Linked DNA regions of Manis pentadactyla: region 2 is linked to region 1. A link is a contact called in public Hi-C data. All regions are on one chromosome and are shown on one strand. The core of a region is the stretch at or near the end of the contact, and the rest is flanking DNA. Distances in the headings are between cores, read along the strand shown. Region 1 holds the start of EXOC3L2 (exocyst complex component 3 like 2). Region 2 holds the start of CLASRP (CLK4 associating serine/arginine rich protein).

Evidence for each region. A called contact is a pair of places that touch in the nucleus more often than the background predicts.
Region 2: a Hi-C map of fibroblasts shows a contact between it and region 1, with 2.4 times the contacts expected there. The contact joins the promoter of CLASRP here to the promoter of EXOC3L2 in region 1.

The regions. Positions count from the first base shown.
Region 1 is chr15:4,023,471-4,029,402 of mManPen7.hap1, forward strand. It overlaps EXOC3L2 (exocyst complex component 3 like 2), which reads left to right and starts at 1,359. Exons shown (of 12, transcript XM_057492920.1): 1 at 1,359-1,451; 2 at 5,026-5,560. The coding sequence starts at 5,038.
Region 2 is chr15:4,187,623-4,193,858 of mManPen7.hap1, forward strand. CLASRP (CLK4 associating serine/arginine rich protein) reads right to left here and starts at 2,901. Exons shown (of 21, transcript XM_036885689.2): 1 at 2,773-2,901; 2 at 1,659-1,786. The coding sequence starts at 1,757. It overlaps RELB (RELB proto-oncogene, NF-kB subunit), which reads right to left. Exons shown (of 11, transcript XM_036885755.2): 9 at 6,079-6,147; 10 at 5,863-5,940; 11 at 2,999-3,780. The coding sequence ends at 3,395.

The DNA.
Region 1 (5,932 bases), core at 109-2,608:
GGCGATGGCTGCCACAGCCTTGTGCATATACTAAAAACCACTGAGTTGTACACTTTAAAATTAAGGGTGAATTTTATGGCATGTGAATTATACGTCAGTAAAAAATTAAATTAAAAAAAAAAGAGTACGAACAGTGGTCACAGCTCATCACAAGCCACTTGGTTCCAGCTCAGGGTGCCTTCTGATTACCAGGGCTCCACGCTGACCTGGGGAGGACATAGGCCTGTCCCTCCCTGATCCTTCGCCACCCAACCATCCCCTCCCCCACAAACCATTGTCTGGCAAGTCCAGTCCTTGAACTGAGGCCTTCAGACCTTGGAATCTGAACCTCTGACCCATTTCTCCCAGCCATCATGTCTCTGGAGTCCACCCTGAGCCCAGTCCCTGACCCTAGTGCTGGCCCTAACCCCAATTCAACCCCAACTTTGCCTAAGCAAGTGACCACGCATCCCAGGGCCTGGGATGCTGTGCCTGAGCCCCCGAGAAGCCTCCTTAACCTAACGCAGAGCCTAAAAAATACCCCTAATCTTGCATCTAACCTTACCAATACCAACCCATTCCCAGTCCCAACTGCACCCATCTCTGTCTGCGACTTCCAGTGCTTAGTTTTGATCTATCGACATTCATGCATTAGTTAACAACTCTTTATTGAGCTCTGACTATGTGCCAGGCACACTTCTAGGGATGTGAAGATGAAAAAGGTAAGCAAAATGTGCTTTGAGTTTATATCCAAGTGGGAGTGTCAGAGACTCTGCAAGGGAGAGAGAGGAATCCAATCCCTTGAGATTCTAGAAGGTACTACAAAGGGATTGACCAATCAGAGCCATGTGCCTGGGGGGCGGGAAGGGTGCAGGGGGCCTAATGCTGTGGCTGGCCAGGGTACCCCTTCAAGAAGGGACACTGGAGCTGAGATCAGGATAACTACCGAAAGAAGGGACCATGGAGAGACCTGAGGACAGGGGCTTTCAGGTAAAGAGAACCACACTTCCAGGGCCATGCTGGGTGTCACCCCCTTAGGCCTCTCATCCCAGCCTCTGGGCCCAGCAGAACCTTCCTCAATGTCTTCACCCCGTATCAGGGAACCCAGGAGAGAGCTCTGGGCACACATCCAGTATGAGGTGTCTCCTAGGGTGCCCAGGATGGTGTTGTCACTTGGGAGGCGTGAAGAGCCGGCAGGGGGGGCTGATTCCGCCCAGGGGTGTGGGTGAGGGTGGGGGCCGGACTGTGGCCCGTCCTTCCCAGACCATTCCCAGACCAACCGCAGCCTGGCCTAAAAGGGCAGACAGATAACAAATCCTTCCCGCCCCTGGCCCCGAGAGGGAGGGGTTTCCTGACAGGAAATTGACCTCCTCTACCCCCCTCAAGACCCAAGCTTTCCACAGTCCTGGCTGAAGTAGCCTCAGGACACGCCAGCGCAGGGACAGAGGGACAAGGCACTACGGAGGAGGTGAGTGTGCTGGAGGAGGGGGCAGGGTTCACACGACCCCCTACCCTCTACCCCCAGGGGCCCTCTGAATCTGGGCTGGACAAGAGTTCTGAGAACCTGTGCCCTGCAGCCTGGAGTGGCTGCAGCAGAGGGGGAATCTAGGGCCTGACTTGGGAGGGTGCCAGCCAAAGGGTAGGAGGGGATGGGGGCAGGATGAGGGGACAGGGAAGACTTGGGGACTCTTGGGGATCCAGAGAGACTGCGAGGGAGAGGGCGTGGAGAGTTTGGATTCACCGAAGGAGGAGAGAGATGAAGCGGCAGAGACGGGCCTTGGGGCTGATGCCCTTTGAGTTCAGGTGGGGAGACTGAGGCTAAATAGGGGTGAGTGCTTTGTTCTATCTCCCAGAGAAGGGGTCTTGGAGATGGGAGAGGGGACGAGGGTTGCGACAGAGATGGAGCAGGAGACAGGAATGGGAACGGGGTTGGGAGTGAAGATGTGGACGAGCTTGAAATAGGCAAGGCTGGTGACAGGACTGTTGGGGAGCAAGGTCTGGACTGCGGTTGTGTTGGCTGGTGTCGGGCTTGGGCATGCAATTTGCAAGGCAGTTCTCTAACGCTGTGACTGGAGGCGATGACTTCTGCAAACAGGTTGGGCCCGCCTGTGCCTGTGGAGAGGGTTTGGGGCTTTGGGGAAAGGCTGGCATCGAGGAAGAGGAGGAGGGGCCCCAAAAGGGAAGCTCTGGCGGCCAAGACATCCTGCGGGAGCTGGGAGGCTGGGGGCTTGAGGGTTGTCTCGGAAGTGAGTCAGGGGCTGGGCACTGGAAGGCAGATGAGGGGGCGGGATATAGGAGCCAGTTTGCAGAGCCAGGAAGAGGGAAAATGCCGGGATCAGTTTTGGGAAAATGCTGCAGCCAGGTCTGAGGGTGTCGGATATGGTTTTGCAGCATGGATTCCAGTTTGGGGGTTGATGTGGGAGCCACTGACAGAATGTCACATGTAGTTGGGGCAATGTTGACTTAAGTGGGAGGGAAATTGGAGCCCCCTCTTTCGAGGTGGGATGCTAGAACCAGTTCTGGGGGATGATGGAGCCATTTGGGGGTTGAGGCACATGGAAGCCAGTTTGGAAGATGAAAGACAGAAATCAGTGGGTGAACGGTGTGTGCATGTGTATGGGGGAGTGGGGCTGGAGCCACGGGGGGGCTCCAGGCAAGGGTTGCCATGGTGACTGCCTCCCTGGGGGATAGGGGACCATGGAGACTGAGAAGTTGGAAGATGTTTCCAGGAACCAGAGGCTTGAGAAATGACAGCTAAGGTCTAGAAGCTGAAGTCAGGGAGGAAGGAGGCTCCCCACCAGGAAAGAAGAGCATCTTGCCTGTGGCCCAGCCAACTCAGGGCACCTGCAGCGTCAGCCTCCCCCCAAGCTCCCATGCACCCACACCCACCTGCCCAGAATCCGCTCCTTTCTGCCCCCACATGCTTAGAACCTGTCCCAGTTCAAAACAACCAGTCATAGGAGAGCATGTGAACGGTTGACACTTTACACAACTTTGTCAGTTACACAGTGGAATAGTAGGCAGCACTTAAAATAAATCAACTAGAGCCACAGAGACAGGCATGGAAAAATCTCCCATGTAATGTTTATGTCCCACAAAAAACATAGTGCCATAGCATTTATAGAGTTAGAAACAATGTAAAACAATATATTATTTTTGGAGGCAAGTCTGTATAGGCACAGAGTAAAAGTCGGCTTGGATGGATGGACCGCAAGTTCTAGATGGGCTGCGCTGGGAGAGGGCGAGAGGGAGCCTGCTCAGGGTCGGCTAAGGGGGTTTTAGTGCTTTTGTGCGCTTGATTCTTAAAAGCTCCAAACCAAAGAGAATGAATTGAATGTTTGATTAGAGCAGTTAGGATTGTAGGCACAGTGGGTGGTTGTTAAGTTTGTTCTCTCTACTTCTCTGAATGTTTGGACTATTTCATCATTTTGAAAAGCACCCTTCCGTGGCTGTCCAGTGCCCCCGGGAGAAAGCCCAGGGCCCCCGGCGGGGCATCCAAGGCCCTGCAGGGGCTGCTTCTGGTTGACCTCTCTAGCTTGACTCATCATTCCTCCTCCCCCACCAGGAATGAAGTCCTTGCCTCCTTCCTCCATTTCCTGTTTGGCACCCATTCATTCCCTGAGTGCCTGCCCCGGGAGCTGAGGACACAGTGGTGACCAAGACAGCTCACAGTCCAGTGGCGACCCAGACCCATCCCCAGACAGTGCCGGCGCAGAGTGGGCAGGGCACGGGAAGGGGGAGTCCTGGGAGGAGCGTGCACCTGACTCAACTGGGCATCCCAGGAGGGGGCATTGGGGTTGGGTCCTAAAGCATGACTGGAGCATGGAGACTAGGCTTCCCCGTGGAGGGTCAGCAGATGCTGAAGCCCAGAAGAGCCTTGAGTAGGGAGGAGACTGTGAGAAAGCCCTGATGAGGTGCATAGCTGGCGGGTAAAGGGACTGAATCTTGTCCCAAGGGCCCTGGGGGGCCATGGATGGTTAAGAGAAAGTTTGTGCTTTAACAAGGTCCTCAAAAGTGGACTGAAGAGGCCAACACTAGAGGCTGGAGATCAGGGCGGAGGCAGCAGGGAAGCGGGAGAGGGCTGGGGCTGGAGCAGAGGCCGTGGACAGGGAGGACACGAGGGACGTGGGAGATGGGACGAGTAGGACTTGGAAGGCTGTGAGCCTCATGAAAGCAGGGACTGGGTCATCTTGGCCTCTGCTGTGTCCCCAGTGCCCCAGTGCACAGAGGCAGGCCAGCAAATACCTAGTAAATCTTTTGTTTTTGTTGTGGTAAAATATATAGCATCAAGTTCACCGTATTAACCATTTTGCAGTGTTTGATTCAGTGGCTTCTAGTCCATTCGCCACATTGTCAACAATTGCTACTATCTAGTTTCAGAACATTTTCATTCTCCTAAAGGAAAACACTGTTTCCATTAAGAGGTCACTCTCCAGCCCCTGTGCGCCAGCCCGGGCAACCCCTAACCTCCTCGTTGAGGTCATTTCCCAGTAAGTTTGTGCTGATAAAATGAACAGAGCTGGGTTGAGGTGACAAAGGTACTGGCTGGACAGGAGAGAGGGGGCAGGTCCCCAGGGGTGTGACCCAGATGTCTGAGTAGACACTGGGGCCTTGGTCCCCATGCTGTCTTTGCCCTCTGCTGGCTGTGCCACCTTGGGAAAGATGCTTCCCGTCTCTGAGCCTGTGTCTTCATGGAGTAGGAGGGCTGGCAGAGATGACAAACCCTCCAGGGCAGGCATAAGGCTGGGAAAGGGTCGGAAAGCCACACCCAGGGGAAAGGACCCAGGCTTCAGAATCAGACAGGCCTGGAGGTGAATGCTGGCTTTATCCCTAAATCACTGTGGGGCCTTAGACCAGCACCTGCGCTCTTCTGAGCCTCAGTTTCCTCATCTGCAAAATGGGCTTAATAATAGTCTTCATTGGGATTGTGCAGATTCAAGAGATTCTGAAGTGCCCAGACTGGTGCCCAGCATGCACGCACCAAAGTGCTGGGTACACAGATGCACTGTCACCAATATCACTGACAGTCCATTATTTTTTCCCCAGGTGCCTGTCAAAATGCCCATCCTGAAGAGTCTAGGGATGGCAGACGCTAAGATGCCCCGGGTGCAGACCCTGCCGCTGAGGTCCTCTCGGAACCCCTTTGAGGAAGTTCCAGGGCTGGAAGAAGAGGAGGTTGGGGAGCTTGGGACCCTGCCCAATGGGACATCTTGCCGCCGCCGGGCCACCCTGGAGAAGCTGGCAGGCCTGTCCCCCTTCCGGCTGGGCTGGACTCCTGGCCGGCGGGCGGGCAGCCCCGGGGACGGGCCGCCCCGCTCTTTCCTGGGCCGCATGCTCATGCCAGGGATACGCAGGAGCTCAGCAGATTTTGGCCTCCTGGCCAGGCTTCAGGGGACCCGAGCCCAGGGTGACGAGGAGGCGGCTGGGGAGGCAGCCCGGAGACTGGCTTTCCTGAAACTGGGGCGAGGGCCCAAGCCCCGGAGGGTGTCGCTGGCTGAAAGGGTGGTGCCTGCAGGCGAGGCAGCTCCCGAGCCCCCGCCCAAGGTCCCTGAGCCCCCCAAGGCAAGGGAGCCCTTGTCAGGTGAGTGGGAGCCCTGGGTGGGACCTGGGAGGGTGCCAGGATCTCCACCTGTGCCCCCACCTCCATTCGCAGCTCCAACTTCCCACTGCCTGCCTGCAGCCTCACCCCACCTCCTCTCCTGTCCCCAGCCTGGCCCTCTCCCCACCTGCCACCCTCAACCTCAGCCCAAGTCCCTCGGACAAGTTCATCACCAGCTGTGCTCCAGTCTCTTCCCTTCCCTCCCCTTGAATGCAAAGGAAGCTGACCCCACACCCCTCGCCACCCACACTTCCAGCCCCACCCTGACCCTGGCCTCCCCTCCTTCTCCATCGCCAACCTCTTCTCCCTCTCCACCCCACCCTGAGCCCCAGCCCTAACTCCTTCCATCCTAAG
Region 2 (6,236 bases), core at 1,651-4,150, 170 kb after region 1:
TGTATTGTCCCCTACGATTTGCAGCAGGCTATTATGTGGCAACCAACATCCACTTTCCCTCCTTCAATAGTCACAGGACTTCTAACACATCTGACACAGTCCACCCAGAATAAAGTCTATGCCTCCTGGCCTTCCTTCCAGCTGTATGTGAGAAGGGCACTACTTTCTGGCCAGTGGAATATGAGAGGAGTGTTACGTATAAACATCTAGAAACTTTCTTAACCACTGGCATGAGCACCTGTTGCACTTTTCTCCTCCCTTCCTCCCTGCTGGATGAAGACATGATGGTTAGAGCCTGAGCAGCCTTCTTAGACCTTGAGACAACACTGGGAAGAGAATCCCCGAAGAACTGGCCACCTCTGGGCTTTTGTGTGAAAAAGAAATAAACTTCTATCTTGTTTAAGCTGCTGATGTTTTATGTCTCTGTTATTCACAACCAAACCTGACTCTACATGATGTATCATTTCACAGGCAGAGTAAACTAGGCTCAGGGAGACACTCACTCACCAAGGTTACACTGTATTTAGGTAGAAGTGCTGGAATTTGAACCCAGAGTCCAGACTCCAAACTCTAAGGACCTAACTATTTTGGTATTTTGCCTCCTGCCTGGGTTACCTTGGGCAAGTCGCTTCACCTTTCTGAACTTGTGTCTGCCACAGAAAGCCCAGGTAAAGAGCTGAGAGGTCAAGGGTCAGAGAGTCTGGGTTAGAATGCCAGCTCTGCCCTTTTGCTAAGCTGACTGCAGGCATGTAGGAGGGGGCAGACCATGATGGGACTTGAAGGCTGCTTTGAGGAGCCTGGGCTTTCTATCACTCCATGGAGGAGTTCTGAACAACGGAGGGACAGGGTTAGCTTTGTGCTTTAGAAAGACCTCTCTGGACCCCTCTGATGGGGGTAGACTGGAGGGGACAGGACCGTAGGCCAGGAGACCAGGGAGGAGACTGGGGCAGTGATGAAGTAGAAAATGTGAGTGTCTATACACGTACCTAACAGGAGAACAGAACCTAGTGCCCGGATGCCATTTCAAGCTGGGGTCTCAAGGACAAGGATTTAAATAGGTGAGGAGAGGCATTATATGCACAATGCCCTGTGGTAGTGGAGACAGGGAAAAAGGCCAATGGAGCTACTGAAGGATGAAACTGAGAGGCCAGTAGAGCCCAGACCACAAGGGCCTTTTAGGTCACAGATGGAGTATAGTCTTCTCTCCAAAAGCAATATAGTATCAAAGCACCAAATGGGAAAAGAAAGTGGTCAGAATTCACTTAATCAATATTGATGGCACTCCTTTGGACTGGTGTGCTAAGCAAACCTCAATGGCAGAGCTCTTTGGAGCACTACCAATACGGCAATAAGCAAGACAGACAACGTTCTGGAGGTGGCCAGTCTTATGTCTAGACTGCCCTGAGTGTTACAAAGACTTTCCTCCTTCCTGCTAACACCAGCTCTGTACTGTGAAGCCACACCAAACAACACAGTATGCTGTAACAAACGGAATGCCTCCTGTTTTTACCAATGACTATGATCAAGAAATGAATGAATATTCTCCTGAGGAAAGTGGGCTCCCGTCTCGGCATACTTCCAAGCCTACCTTTTGACAGGATGACCAGGGATCCACCCTCCAGGAAGCGCTCAGCCCAGATTAAAGGCTGGTTACTCACGATCTTTTCATAGTACTCCCGCCGCCGCTCTGCCCTCTTCTTGTAGTCGACCATCATGCCTCGAAGCTTCCGCTCATGCTTCCGAGCCTCGTGCCACATCGTGGTGAGGCCAAGCGTGGGGCCTCAACCTGGGGGATGAGGGGAAGAGAATGTCAGATGGTCTGTAAAAACCGTATGAGCAGAATCGAAGTCAGCTGACAAGATGGTGACAGAGCTGATCCTAAACACCAGCTCCAGGGAGGGGAAGTGAGGCTGCAGAGCTGTGTGCCAGCTGCTCAGGCTTATCCCTGGCAACTCTGATCCAGTACCTCAGGCATTCTGAACCCCTCTCCCCAGGTGATTCTGGAGTGAGCAACCCTGGGAAAGGAGTGTTCTGGGTTCAGGCGCTGGAATCAAGGATGAAGGGTTTTGGAATGTAAGGAGGGAGTGTTTCAAGTCATGTATGGAGGCAGACCCGAGCAGCTGGGACAGTACTTCAGAAGAGAAGGAAGACCTGAAATGGCTCCCACCAGGGGCCATCCATGAGGGTGGGTACGGCTCGCAGGAGGATGAAGATGAAAGCAGGTGGAGAAGAAGAGAAAAATTTCATAGGAACAGAAAAGAGGTTTGGAAGTGGGGGTCGAGGCCAGGTGAAGGGCGTGGATGGAAGACGATGCTTGTGGGAGGGGAACCCGGGAGAGTGCTGAAAGGAGAGCCCAGAGCGGGATAAGATTCCTCAAGGAATCTGAATTGGGGGTGGGGGAGCTAACAAACGGAGCAGAGCCTGAGGGAGGCGGAGCTGGCGGACGGGAGGAGGGGGGCCGAGCTTAGGGGCAAGGCTTGCGGACCGGGGCGAAGCTCGAGGGTCTGGCCAGGGCTCGGGACCGGGCCTGGGCCTGAGGGTTCCGGCTAAGCTTTCTGACAAGAGGGCGGGACCTGTGGCAGGCGGCCGGGTTGGACGTGGCGAGTTCGGGCCCACGGCGGGGGCAGGGGCGCGCCGGAGGGGTGCGGGACGGGCAGACCTCGGAGCCGAGCACAGAGGCTCACAGCATCCCGGGGAGAGGCCGAGGGAAGGAGGAAACTGGGCTGACGCCCGCCAAAGGCCAGAAGGTCTGGGCCCCTCACCCGCACTCACCGGCTAGTCGTCGCCTCCCACCGCCGCGCTCGCGCGCTGCCCGCACCGGAAGCGGAAGTGGGAGGCCGCGCGAAGGGGGAGGGGTGGAGCCTGGCGGAGCGCGCTTCCGCTGACGCGAGGGGCGGGCCCTGCGGGGGCGGAGGGAACGTCTGAGCGCAGGAGAACCTGGACGCTTTGGGCTTTAGGGGCCGGGGGTGTTTCCCAAGCGAAAAAGAGACAAGACCTCCCGAGGCTCAAAAATTAATCTTTATTGGGAAGACTGAACGACCTACCCCCAACTTCAAGCCTGGGAAAGGAGGGCTGGGGATGTGCACCCTCTTCCCATATGTACATTCTTCAGAATCTGCATGGAGGTGCCCCCTGTTCGCGGAGCCGAGGCAGCTGTGACAAGCCGGCGCAGGGGCCACGCCCCTTTTCCTCCCCACACAGTTTTCTCATTTGTAAAATGGGCTCAGGGGAAAGCGACGCCACGGAGCTTTTCGTCAGCGCTGAAAATGTTCGATTCAGAAGGATCAGGAGATCGGAAGACTCACCAAGGGCGGCCCAAGGCGATGGGAGTGCTGGACATCTTGGATGAGTTTGCATGGCTCCTCACCTCCCTCCTCACCCAGCGCCGCGGGGGCTACGTGGCCTCAGGCCCTGGAGACAGAAGGCCACCCCCAAAACCCACCTCGCGGTACTGGTTGGGAAACATGTTGCTGCCCACAAGGCTGGCAGTGCCCCCGTCCCCGAGGCCCGGGGCCTGGTATGAGTCCAGCGTCAGCGGCTCGGGGCCGGGAGGTTCCCCAGCTGAGGCCCCTACAGCCCCGTTGCCTGCGACAGCGCTGGCGAGTGGTGGCGGGGCCAGCATGTCCAGCATGGTGAAGAGCGTGGGGGCTGTGGCGTCATCGTAGGCAAAGCTATCCTCCAGAAGATCCTGCCCGCCTGGGGGCTCCAGGCCAGGGACGGTCACGGTGCCAGGGAAGAAGTCTGTGTCTGGCAGCAGGGCTGACGGGGGGAGGAAAGGGCCTGCTGGATTGAGAAGAGAGAAGGAAGTATGGTGGGCTTCAGGGTCAACTCCTGGCCAGGTCCTAAAGTGGAATGCCCTGTCCTATGCTAAGCGCATTATCAGTGTTGGCCTCCTTTAATCCCGAGGAGAACCTCTGAACAAGAACTATCACCATTCTCATTTAATAAGCAAACTGAGGCAAAACAACCAATTACATACAGCAGTGGGGTTGTGGAACCAGGGTTGAAACCATGCTCCTGCAGTGCAGGGGAGTTCCCCAAAATGAGGAAGGAGAGGAAGCTCAAGAGACCCCCAAAATACAGAGACAACCCCAAAAGTGATATTCACACCATGGGAGACCCAAGTGAGACCCAAATCATAAGGTAAAATGTGTCATTATAGGAGAATCTCTCTTTCTGAAGCAAGAAAAACCTCACCAACAAAGGCTGTTTACATGTGTCTCATAAAGAGACCCAGGGCTATTGGACCCTATTTCCCAGCCTCTATTTTCCCAGATGCTATTTCCTTACAACTTAATGTGGACATCTGACTAAGTTACGCTGGCTTTAATGTAGGCATGATGGCTGGAGCTGCAGCAGTCATCTTGGACCATGAGATACAAGTTGAAAATGGCAGGAGCTTGGGTCTCTGATGATCATATGGCCCCCAAACCATCCCTGGACAACTACCTCTGGAATGTGTTTATGTGAGAAAAGAAATAAATTCTATTCTTTTGAAACCCCTGTTATTTTCAGTTTTGCTATGAACATAGTAAAATATGATCATAACAAATGCAGGTGGTATTCCTGATTTCTGGAAAGTTCCTAACACCTCCTGAGCACTAACTCTGTACCAGACACTGTGCTAGATAACCATGACCTCACTAAATTCTAGAAAGGACCCTAAAAGGTCCGTATGACAGATGAGTAAACTGAGGCCCAAAGAGGTCACACACAGTGGCTAAATTGTGGCCTCAAAATTTCAAACCCAGTCTGATTCCAGAGGCTATGCTTCTAACCATTATAATCTTTGTAGTGCCAAGAGAGTTTTGCCCCAGTGAGACTTAAGACACTGGGAAACGGGTGAGGGATGATGTTGAGGAGGGGTTGGGAAATTGAAGGTGGAGAAGTGAGCTAGGATTGGTGGTTGCTAGGGGCGGAGCTTTGGGGCATTGGTTACCAGTTGTAGTGGGTTGCCGGGACAACAGCTGGTACCTTACACCCCCAGGGTGGACCTGACTGGAGTGGTTCAGGCTGGGTAGACTGAGTGGTTGGAGCCTGGCTGGGAGCTGCGAGACTTCAGGTAGCTGGGGTATTGGGGGCAGTGGTCTCAGAGCTAGTGATCAGTGGGTGGGGAGGCTACTTCTGATGGCAGCCAGATAGAGTTGGAGTTCATGGACACTGAAGGCTGGCATGTGAGTTGAGGTGAAGTCGGATAGGATAGGCCAGACGGTGGCTGGACTAGAGACAGGCTCTGAATTCGTGGTTGGCTGGCTCTGACAACCACCTCCATTCATCCACCATCTCCCTGCTACCTGTTAGTGTTTCATCATTAAAAGATACATATGCCCAGGTGCAACTCCCTGTTCCCCATCACAGGCTAGCTGTGTGACCTCAGGTAAGAGACTTCACCTCTCTGGGCCACAGTTTCTTCACCAGTAAAATGTGTGTGTGTGTGTGAGAGAGAGAGAGAGAGAGAGAGAGAGAGATAACACCCACCTCACAGGTGACTGTAGATTCAATGAGAAAACATCCGCAGAACACTTATGTGCCTGGGATACAGTGTCTATAAAAATACATACATTTTAAAATGCCAGTGAAGCAGGTTATGTGAGGAGACTTTCAAGAGGAGCCCCTGAGGCTCTGAGAGGTGGAGCAAGTTGGTGAAGGTCACAAAGCAAGTAAATGGCCCAGTGGACATCAGAGCCTGCAGACTCTGTATCAGAACCATTTATTCTTTCCACTTTCTGCTGCTGGCTAAGTGGTGAGTCACTGGCCTTGGGGGAGTTCTTGGTGGGGGGCCTGAAGAGGCCAGCAAAGCAGGGCTTCAGTTCACCCTCAGCCCACCCCAGGCGGCAGGGGCCTGCACTGAGTCGGACCCACCTGAGCTGTGGCTGGGCAGGAAGTGGTCCAGGAAGGCTGGCTTCTTCCTCCGCCGTTTGCTCTCGATGCCATGGGGGTCTGAGGGAAAGCAGAAATGAGGATCCATGGATCCCCACAGCCACTTCTCCCTACCCTGGGGTGGGGCTGGGCAGAGGGATCAATCATCCCCTCCCAGGGACCTGGAGATGGGCATGGAAAGGGGCAGAGGAGACACACCAGAGCTATTCAGCTCCCCAAGGACACCGGGTATCCCCCGTTTCCGCTTCTTGTCCACGCCGTAGCTGTCTGTTCAGGAGACGCCAGGGACATACAAAATAATCCATCAATAATAATAATTAAGAATTAATTATAGATATCATTGAGGAAGTTGTTGA